2 separate regions of the Sus scrofa genome follow, and region 1 is linked to region 2. Evidence: chromatin contacts called from public promoter capture Hi-C data. All regions are on one chromosome and are shown on one strand. The core of a region is the stretch at or near the end of the contact, and the rest is flanking DNA. Distances in the headings are between cores, read along the strand shown.

Region 1 (5,479 bases), core at 2,068-4,567, 110 kb before region 2:
GACGGGAACTCCTGGTCTTTTATTATTATACACCAGCTTCCTGGTTGTTATGAGGGTCCAGTCATCAGGAGAGTCTGTGGCTCTCCCTTTCAATTATTCCTAGAACCTGTCCCCTTCTTGGCACCTCTGTGGCTCCCCCCATCATCCAGGTCAATATCATCCATCACCTTGACTCTTAGACTAGGCAGTCGTCCGGTCACCCTAAACCGGCGCATTCCCGCACAACTCCAGAGTGGCCCTCACTACGTGCCCTGCCCCCGAGCCCCGCATGGCTCCTCTCCATCTAGGACAGAGCCCGAAGCCCCTGTCACAGCCCACCAGGGCCTCCGTGATATCACCTCTGTGCATCTTGCTATCCTCTCCCTCCTTCTGCTGCGGCCACACCCGGCTCCCAGCCAGACCTTCAGCACATCAAGTACAGGCCACCTCAGGGCCTTTGCGCTAGCTGTTCCTTCTGGAATGCTTTTCCTCCAGTCTTGCCTCATGACCTGCTCCTCTCTCTGCTTCAAGCCTTTGCTCAAATGTTACTTCAGCAAGGCCTTCTCTGACCACTGCTCTCTCTCTGCTGCATCTTTTCTTTTTCTTCCTGTCTTTCTCCCTTTCTTTCCTTTTTGCTTTTTAGGGCTACATCTGCATCATATGGAGGTTCCCAGGCTAGGGGTCAAATTGGAACTGTAGCCTCCAGTCTACACCACAGCCACAGCAATGCCAGATCCTTATCCCACTGAGCGAGGCCAGGGATCGAACCTACAACCTCATGGTTCCTAGTCGGATTCGTTTCCGCTGCACCACAATGGGAACTAACTTTCTTCCTTCTCTCTCTCTTTGTCTTTCTTTCTTTCTATTCTTTTTTTTTTTTTTTTTTTTTTTTTTTTTTTGTCTTTTTGCCTTTCCTAGGGCTGCTCCCATGGCATATGGAGGTTCCCAGGCTAGGGGTCTAATCAGGAGCTGCAGCCGCCAGCCTACGCCAGAGCCACAGCAACGCAGGATCCGAGCCACGTCTGCGACCTACACCACAGCTCACGGCAATGCCAGATCCTTAACCCACTGAGCAAGGCCAGGGATCAAACCTGCAACCTCATGGTCCCTGATGGATTCATTAACCACTGTGCCACGACGGGAGCTCCTCTTTTCTTTCTGTCTTTCTGTCTGTCTTTCTGTCTTTCTTTCTGTCTTTCTTTCTGTTTTTCTTTCTTTCTTTCTTTCTTTCTTTCCTTCTTTCTTTCCTTCTTTCCTTCTTTTTCTTTCTTTCTCTCTCTCTTACTTTCTTTAAGGGCTGTACCTCGGCATATGGAAATTCCCAGGCTAGGGGTTGAATCAGAAGGAGCTGCAGTTGCCAACCTACCCCACAGTCACAGCAACGCTGGATCCTTAACCCACTGAGCTAGGCCAGGGATCGAACCCACATCCTCAGGGATACTTGTTGGGTTCTTAACCCACTGAGCCACAACGGGAATTCCTGCATTTTTCTTTATAGCTCTTCTCAAGACCAGAATTACACAGCATGCTTCTGTGTCCTTGGTCTGGCTGCTCCCCAGCCGCGAGCTGCCCCAGAGCAGGGCCTTGTTCCGTTTTCCCGCGTGCCCTGCTCCGAGAGCAGATTGGGATTCCTTCCAGCTCAGCCAGGGTGCTGGGTGCCCATGCAGCCTAGCAGCATCCCCTGGCTCCCTCCTCCTGTCTCCCTCTTTTCCCTTGCTGCACCCAGTGACACTGGACTTCTCGGTGATCAATGCGAATAGCGAGGAGGGTAGAAGCATCTTGCAGATCTGGGGCTCCGAGCCAGCTCTGGGTGAAGGGCATCACGTTTTGCTACTTGAACCCTGAAAACTCTTGCTCACCACCTGGCTTTCTTCCTTCTTCCTGAGCAGCCCACCTCCTAATTGGCTCCCTTGCATCCCAGCTCAGCTCTCACCTCCTCCCGGCAGCCCTCCCAGAAGGCTCCTGGAGGGGTGGCTGCTCCTCTGAAGAGTCCTGGGCCACCTCGATCAGTATGCTGTTCCCCTTGGGGACATTCTCTCTGTCCCCCTGAAGGGTGAGCCCCTGGAGGGAGGGACTGGGTAGACTCCAATTGCCGCAGGGGCCTGAGGCTTCGCCTCTGATCTGAGAAACGGAACCCCAGCCTGGCACCTGCTTCTCCCTCCCTCCTGCATTGGCGGGTCCACAGTCTGCCTGCTGGAGGCTGAGCTCTCTGGGGCTGGGCGGTTCCTCCTCCTGCGGGCCAGCCTGGGCTGGACGCTGCCACGACCAGAGGCTGTCTCAGCCTCCAGCCAGCTGGGATGTTTGCCTTGCTCTCTCTACCTGATGGTTGGGGAAACTGAGGTCCAGAGAGAGAAAATGACCTACCCGAGGTCACTGAGCCCAGGGAAGGCAGAGCAGAGCGGGCGGAGCTGGGATTCTGATCTGGGACTTTCCACTGAGGCCATTTGGGCCTCACGGTCAGTCAGTCCCCACTCTGAGCTGCTTTGACTGCGATGGTGCGGGGAGTGGGCCAAATCCCTTCTTACACAGACACACTCATAAACTCACATATGGATGTGCACACACAGAAACACACTGAAGCCTGTGACACACAGTCCTGATGCAAGCTTGCATGCGTGCGTGTGCTTGAATGAACACACACACACACACACACACACACACAGAGCCACTTTCAACTCTGAGCCTGTCCCCTAATTAGCACAATGGGGGGGCTCTGGGCCTGTTTCCTGTACCAGAAGCTCCAGTGGGGCCTGGAGGGGACAGCTTGTCTGGCCCTGCAAAATGAGGGTCGGTACTCAGCCTGGCAAATCAGGCCTCTCCCTTGCCCCGTTCCTGCCACGGAGTCCACCATCCCCAGCTGAGCCCCAGGCCTCCCAGCACTCAGAACCTGCAGCCCCTCTGTTCCCCTGTTCCAGTCCCTATACCTGAACTCCGACCCCAGCTCTACAGACCCCTCACCTTCTGCTCACCCGGTCACTCTCTGGCTGCTGAGGCCCAGCAGACCAGGCCTCAGAGCACAGCAGTGGGCTCAAGCCCCAGGAAACCAGGCCTGCCTCTTGGGGTGGACACTGCCACCAGGTCATTCACAGATCCTGGTCCCCTGTCCTGGAGGTCCCCACTTACCTTTAGGAGTGGCAGGTGGGTGCCGGGCCTGCACGCAGGCCTCAGAGCTTCTGTTTGTCCAGGCCAAAGTCTCCCCACCCCCACCCAGCCAGCCTGGGCCCGATCAATGGCTCACAGCCATGGCCGAGGTGTCTGGCCCTTGTCCCCTGTGGCCTGTGGCCCCAGGCTCCATGGGCCTCCTGCTGGGTTGGGGACAGCCCTGTGACTGAGCACAGGTAAACAGGCCAGTGACCAGAGACAGGCAGTGCCTGTCCCGCCCCGCCCCGCCCCGTGGGCACCCCTGAGGCTGGCAGGCAGGTGCGGGAGATCTGAGCTCTCCCCTGAGACCCGTTGCCTAGTCACATTCCTGCCTGGTTACAGCCCCTGGTCCCCTAGAGCATGAGGTGGGGGTGGCTGGGGACTTGGAGTTGTGCAGGGGCCTGTGCCATGCGGGCAGGGGCTCACATGGGTCTCTTTACCTGGACAGGTGCGATCAGAGAAGCCAGGGGTCCCAAAAGAGAAGAGGAGGCTGAGCCCACACGCTCTGGGGACAGAAAGGGAGAAAGCGGGGAGGGGGCCGCGAGAGTGGATGCTGTTTAGCTGGAAATTATTATCCTGATTATGATGATTTGCTTTTTAGGGCCACACCCACGGCATATGGAGGTTCCCAGGCGAGGGGTCGAATTGGAGCTGCAGCTGCCAGCTCCGCCACAGCCACAGCAACGTGGAATCCGAGACGTGTCGGCCACCTACACCGCAGCTCATGGCAATGCCAGATCCTTAACCCACGGATTGAAGCCACGGATTGTGCCCACATCCTCATGGATCCTGGTCGGGTTCGTTAGCCGCTGAGCCATGAAAGGAACACCCAGAGCTGGGATTATCTGCATTGCTACTGGGGTCTGGAGAGCTGTGGTGTCCGTTTTGGTGGCCCAGTAAGAATCTTTTATGTCGATTACATGTTGAATGAACACATTGGTTTGAGTGGGTTAATAAAATATATTACTAAAATTTATTTCACCTGCTTATTTTTACTTTTTTATTTTTTTGTTTTTTTTTTTTGGCCTCCCTGTGGAACACAGAGTTCCTAGGCCGGGGTTCAGATCTGAGCCAGACTTGCAACCTAAGCTGCAGCTGGGGCAACGCTGGATCCTTAACCCGCTGTGCGCAGCCAGGGATCGAACCCGTGTCCCAGCGCGTCCATCCATCCCATTGCGCCACAGCGAGAACCCCTCACTTTTTAATGTGACTACAAAACATGGAATTGCAAGTGTTGTAGCGATCGAGGCTGCGGCAGGATAGTGGGCTTGATGTGACCGGGCTCCAAAGCCTGGGGTTCCTGGGTATGTCCAGACGAAAGGTTACTGCCAGTAGGGGGAGGGCTGGGCTCGGGCTTGGGCAGGGGGCACACAGGGATTCTGAATGGGGCACAGCTGCCTTCATTTCTCCTGTTCCTCAGCCCTGCCACGGGCCCAACCTTGACCTGGAACCCAGGACCCCATCTTTGCCCCCCTCTCCATGTCCCCCGGCCCAGGGAGGTTTCCCACCACCCTCCTCCCAGCCCTTGGCCCTGCTCGCCTGCTCAAGGAGGGCTGCTCAGGATGCAAGCAGGGATGCCATGCAGGGGCCAGCAGACACCCCAACCCCTGCCTCTACACCCCTCCTAAGCGGCCCGGGCCCCCAGACCAGGCAGGCTGGTAGCTGGACAGTCTTTGAAAGCACTGGGAGCTATGTCTGGTCACTTGCGATGGAGCAGGATAATGTGAGAAACAAGAATGTATACATGTATGTGTCACTGGGTCACCTCGCTGTGCAGCCGAAAATTGACAGAACGCTGTAAATCAGCTGTAATGGAAAAAAAGAAAAAAGAAAAGCAGAAGATCTTGTGTAATCATGTCCTCTGTCCTTGTCAGCCACCCAGCCATTGATTCGTCACAGCCATGGGGGAGGGACTGGCATGGAGGGGCGGCAAAAGTCTAAGGGGGTGTTTGAAAACGGGGGCGAGGGTGCCAGCTCCCCAGTGCTCAGAGAGCCAGGGTGGGGGCCGCATGCACGGAGACAGAAGGACACAAACAGGGGACAGAGGCCTTGCTCCTCCCTGGGATTCTGCATGTCACACTAACACTGGGTCCCCTTGGTTTCCAGGGACAAGAAGCCATCCCCCAGTTCTCCTGTGGAAATTCTAACCGCCCGTCCCTCTGGAAGTGACCTGCTTTACAAATAAGGTTGTCACAGAGGTAATTAGTTAAGATGAGGTCCCAGAGGATCAGGGTGGGCCTCTCATCCCATATGACGGATGTCCTTATAAAAAGGGGAATTTGAAATTCCCATTATGGCGCAGAGGGTTTGGCAACCCTGCATAGTCTCCATGAGGAGGCAGGTTCTATCCCTGGCCTCG
Region 2 (5,076 bases), core at 2,181-4,680:
ATGAAGCCAAGTCCTGGGCTGTGAAGCCAGAGGGAGGGTTGAAGAAGGCCACGCAGAGCCCTGATGCCACGCGGCAGAGCTGGATGAGGGATGGGGCCCTGGGCATGGGGGGGGGGGGCGGTCTCTGCTTCCTGTCCACCCTTCCCTCTCCCCACAGACTCAAGTGACCCCTGCCTCCCCATCCAACACGAGGGCATGCCTCCGATTGGCCTTCAGGTGGCGCTGCACTCTCCCCACCACACACAGGCGACCCAGGTCGGTCCCTAGTAGGGGGCCCTCCTCCTCCCCCACCCCGCCCCTTCCCCTCCACTCCTCCCTCCCAGCCCCTCTTCCGACTCGCTTTCGCTCAAACCAGCCCTCTGCAGCTCCTCTTTCCTCCAGGCCCTCCTGAAGGCCACCTGCCCCCTAGCCCCCTTCTACCCCTCCCCACCGCTCCCTCCTGGGAGTCCTCGGTGCAACTCCTCCTGGCGCTGGTTGCCACCTCCCCACTGGATGGATCATAGGGCAGCTCTGCCAGGCAGAGATGGGCTGCGACGTGACCCCCCAGCGCGCGCGCGCACACACACACACACACACACACACACACACACACAAGAAATGCCTGAAAGGGGGGGTGGGCTTGGCGATGCGTGTCTCCCCATCCTCCGAGCGCCCCGCCCACGCATAGAACTCACACAGTGGGGATGTACTCTCCCGGGAAGGCGTTGGTGGTGTAGCTGATGAGAAGGCAGGTCTTGCCCACGGCTCTGAAAGACAGGAAGTTCCAGAAGACAGCGGTCATGTGCCCTGCCTGGGACCTGGGGAGGTTTCTCAGCTCCTGCCTGGTCCCCTGGCCCAGCCCTCCATGTCCCCATCTGAGAATCCCCGCATCAGTCGTCTCCCACCATGAGGCCTAAGAGTCAGCTGGGGTGTTTGTTCAAGGGCAGACTTTGGAGTCCTACCCCAGAGGTTCTGGATCTTGGGTGCGGGGTGGTCTGGGAATCTGTGTTTTACCAGCTTTCCCTAGGTGACATTGACGTAGGACCGAGGGTGAAGGACCAGAGGTGCCCAGGAGGCCGGCTGAAATGGACAAGGCCTCAGCACCCCCACCTCCACCCCCCACCCCCCACCTCCCACGAGTTCTGCCATCTCTCCTCTGGGGTTCAGATCCCCGGCTCCATCACCCACCCACCAGTGGCACAATCTTAGGCAAGTCACTTAACTTCCCTGTGCCTGTTTCCCCCTCCAGAAAATAGGGAGAAGCCAACATCCCCATGGGATGGACTCAGAGAGAAATTAGACGAAGCCAGTGAAAGAACTGAGCACAGTCCTGGCCCAGCAAATGCCGGCCAAAGTGCACCCTCCCCTGCGCCCCCCCACCACCAGAGGGCCAGACAGTCAAGAGCCTGGAGTTTAGGAATCAAAAACCAGGGATCCAATCCCTTGAGGCTTTGAGCAAAGTACCTAACTTCTTTGAGCTTCAGTTTTCCCATCTGTAAAATGGGCCTAATATTAGGATTGGCAGCAGGATAAAAGAGAGGGGTGAGACTAAGCCCAGGCCTTTCATAGTTGGTAGAGGTGGCCATTATTGGAACTGTCATTGTCCTCCACCTGCTGGGCTGGGAGGGGGCGGACACGGGGGGGGGGGGACGACACAGGTAACGCTGGTTCTTCCCTTGCTCTGCTTGGTTTCATCACTTCCTGCTCCGAGGGGGCTGACCGCCCTCTTCTCCCCACCCCCTCCCCCCGTCCTGCCGCCAAGGTAACTTTGAGCGACTGGAACGATGCCCTTGGCTTCCGCCCTCCCCTCCTCATATCAGATGCAAAGCAGAAGTGAGCAGAGCTGCACCGGCAGGCAGATAACGGCAGCGGGTGCATCACCATCAGCGGAGGGCTGCCGGATACACCCGCCCACCCCAGGCCAGGCCGATCGAGCCTCTCAAAGCCTCAGGCTGCCCCTCTGTAGGATGGGAGGCTTGGAGGGGAGGCCCATCCAGCTAGAACATGCCAGAATGTGTGTGGATGGAGCTACAGAAAACCCACCCCAGGAGGTGCCTCTGGGCAGAACGCTAAGACAACGGAGCGGGCAGGCAAGAGAGACTGGCATTTTGAACCTGTCATGTGCAGGGGAGGACACTGAGGATGTGACAATCTGAGGTCCCTGAGATCTGACAGCCGAGGAGCCCCCTCAGCGGAGCCTGGCCCGCATTGATCAGCTCACCCGCCACCCTTCTCTCCTCCTTCCCAGCGGGGCCTCTCTCACCCCTCCCCCCACCTCCTCCCCCACATCCACCCACACCCTCCCCAGCCAGGCAGGCCTGGGGGTGAGAGGCGCTCTTGACTGAGCGTATAGGCACAGGACCAACACTCAGAACATCCCAAGTGACCTGGCATCAAGGGCCTCTTTGCAGACAACAGAGCTGTTCAGAGAGGCATTGTGACTCACCCAAGGCCACACAGCAGTGCAAGCCAGTGACTAGAGCCCAAGCCAGCCTGGGGACCACCCCCTGCCGGCATCCACAGTTAAGACTGAGGGTGCATGGGAGACCTGCCCCAGGTCTCGGGGTGCAGGTGAGGGGCCCCGGGCACACCCGAGTTCAGTCCTGTACCCTCAACCCAGGCAGCTTCCGGGGTGAGGTGGGCAGCGAGGGTGAAGCTCACTGTCCTGAGGTTCCCTCTGGGCCCTGGGAGAAAAAGGGAGTGGTTCCTCCAGCTGCCTCCCAGGGACCCTGGATCTGCAGGGCAGGGGAAGCCGCCTCCCAGGGGCGTGGGGAGGGGGAGGGCCTCAGGGCTCCCCCAGGAGGGAGCTGGGAGCAAGTCCCACCAGGTACCTACCCATCTCCCACCACCACACACTTGATGGCCTGCATGGCGTCTGAGGCCTGGGAGGCGGTGGTGGTGACAGCTGGGGGCGCGGAGCGCTTCTGCAGGCACCGGGGCTGTGGAGAGCCTGGAGGGGGGCCCTGAGCGAGGAGCAGCAGCAGCAGCGGGACAGGAGGCAGGAGGAAGCGGAAGGGGAACTTACCCAAGCTGCTGCCCCCGCGGCCGTTTGCAGAAGGCGGAGCATGCGGTCTGGCAGAACCACCGGAGGGTGGGGTGGCTGTCAGGTGCTGGGCAGAGCCCTACCCTGGGCATCCCTGCTCTGGAGCACCAACCGGAGACCTGGGGACCCTCTCAGCTGGAGGCTTCCTCCCAAGGGCAGGGCCAGAGCTGTTCTTTGAGAACTCGAGGCTTCCAAAGACGTAGCTCACCTCAATTCTAAGCAATAAGCATTTAATGAGCACCTACGGTGTGCCAGGCACTGTACTGGGTGCTGATGAGTCCAGGATGTGAGTGGTACTACAGCAGGTCCCGGTGGAAGATACAGTCCCATCACAGGTGTCCATAAAACGGGGCAGGAAGTGATGGGGCCACGGAAGACTGACAGGGAGGGGACCACAGAATCACACAGAGGGTGAGCTGGCGCTTGCGAAGTGGCGTTCAAGCCAGGACTTGAAAGCTGGTGTCAGAGAGAGGACCGGCCAGAGGGGACAGCCTGGCCAAGCAGCGGGGCCAGTGTGGGACCCCTTGAATGTGGAGGGAGATGGGGGGATGAGGCAGAAAGGGAGGTGGGGATCAGCTGATGGAGAAGGGGAAACAGAAGGCAGCGCCCAGGCCAGCCAGGCCCCGCGCTGGAGGCCCCCCAGGTCTCCGGAATTGTGGCCCATCTTAACAATGCTGAAACAGAGGCTCTGAGAAATCAGTTTGCTGACTAGGAAAGCCCTGCCTGAAATCAACCCCGAGGCTAGGGGCCTCCACATTCTTCCCTCACCCCAGCTGCAGTCTGGACACAGAGCCTGAATTCTGTAGCAGGTGGGGAGGGCGAGGGCGCCCCGTTGGCCTCAGGGAGACTCAGGGTCTGAGCAGCCCTGGACCCTTGCCCCGGGCTCCAAGTTCACCTGCTCTTTCTCTTCGCCGCCACTGCTCTCCACGCCCAGCGCCCTTCCAGCTCCAGGGACAAGGGGCAGGAGGGGATGGGCAGAGCCACCAGTCACCCACCCCAGACTCACGCAGGACAAACTGGGAAACCAGTAGAAGGGTGTGGAGTGCCAGGTGCTGGGCGCCCAGCACCCCTCCCACTCCCTGCCCTGGGGGCACCTGGAGCTGAACCTTCCAGAAGCTTACACACAAGCTACAGCGTTGCTGAAAATGGCTTTTGCAGAAAGGGAAATGCAGTCTCTCCACGGACCTGCGCCAGCACTTGGCCAGCCAATGATTAAAACCTGCCAACAAACATCTGTGCTCTGCACGGGTGGAGCTGAGGCAGTGGAAGGCACTTCGCGGCACCCAGCTGGGGTCAGGGAGGCCAAGTGTCCCCCGATGACCCACCCCGGGTGCCACACAGGCCACACCGAAGGACTTCGTTCTGGCTACTCCCCCAAATCCACATTCTTTTCCCAACCACCACGACCCTACAGGGCAACCTCCGTGTTAATCTAACAAAAACAATGCACTAAGTGTAATGTGGGATCTTGGATTAGATCCTGGAACGAGAAAAAAAATTAGTGGAAAAAGTTACAAAATCCAAAACAAATCTGAAATTAGATATCGGTATTGTACCAAGTGTTAGTTTCGACAAATGCACTGCGGTTATGCAAATGCTGTGAACATAAGGGGAAACTGGGTGAAGGATATTGTGAATTTTCTTACTGTTCCTGCAATTTTGCTAGAAATCTGAAATTATTCCAAAATAAAATGCTTATTAAAGAAAAAAAAAAGAGGCGTCCCCGCTGGGGTGCAGTGGGTTAAGACTCCAACCACAGCAGCTCAGGTCACTACAGAGGGGTGGGTTTGATCCCTGGCCTGGGAACTTCCATGTGCCTCAGGTGAAGCCATAGAGAAAAGAAATAAAATTTTTTAAAAAGATAAAAGGAAAAGAAAAAAGTACAAAGCAGCTCTTTGGGAAGATATAGCCAATGAGAATGGTCCCATGACTCGGAAAGAGACAAATGCACTGGGTTTTATCCCCCATCACATGGAGCCTTGTTGTGCAGTAAACAACCTACCCAACCATACCTGGCCATGTTGGCTGTACAATCGCACCTGCTCTCCTTCCTA

The links. Promoter capture Hi-C pulls out the DNA fragments that hold promoters and counts their contacts.
Region 1: a promoter capture Hi-C map of liver shows a contact between it and region 2, with 2.8 times the contacts expected there. The contact joins the promoter of TMPRSS6 here to the promoter of RAC2 in region 2. A contact is called at or near these places in 1 of 5 promoter capture datasets (liver) and 3 of 47 Hi-C or Micro-C datasets (all in liver).

Annotation. Positions count from the first base shown.
Region 1 is chr5:10,661,329-10,666,807 of Sscrofa11.1, reverse strand. It overlaps TMPRSS6 (transmembrane protease serine 6), which reads right to left and starts at 3,317. Exons shown (of 17, transcript XM_021091527.1): 1 at 3,103-3,317.
Region 2 is chr5:10,552,340-10,557,415 of Sscrofa11.1, reverse strand. It overlaps RAC2 (ras-related C3 botulinum toxin substrate 2), which reads right to left and starts at 3,430. Exons shown (of 7, transcript XM_013997536.2): 1 at 3,005-3,430; 2 at 675-746. The coding sequence starts at 3,114.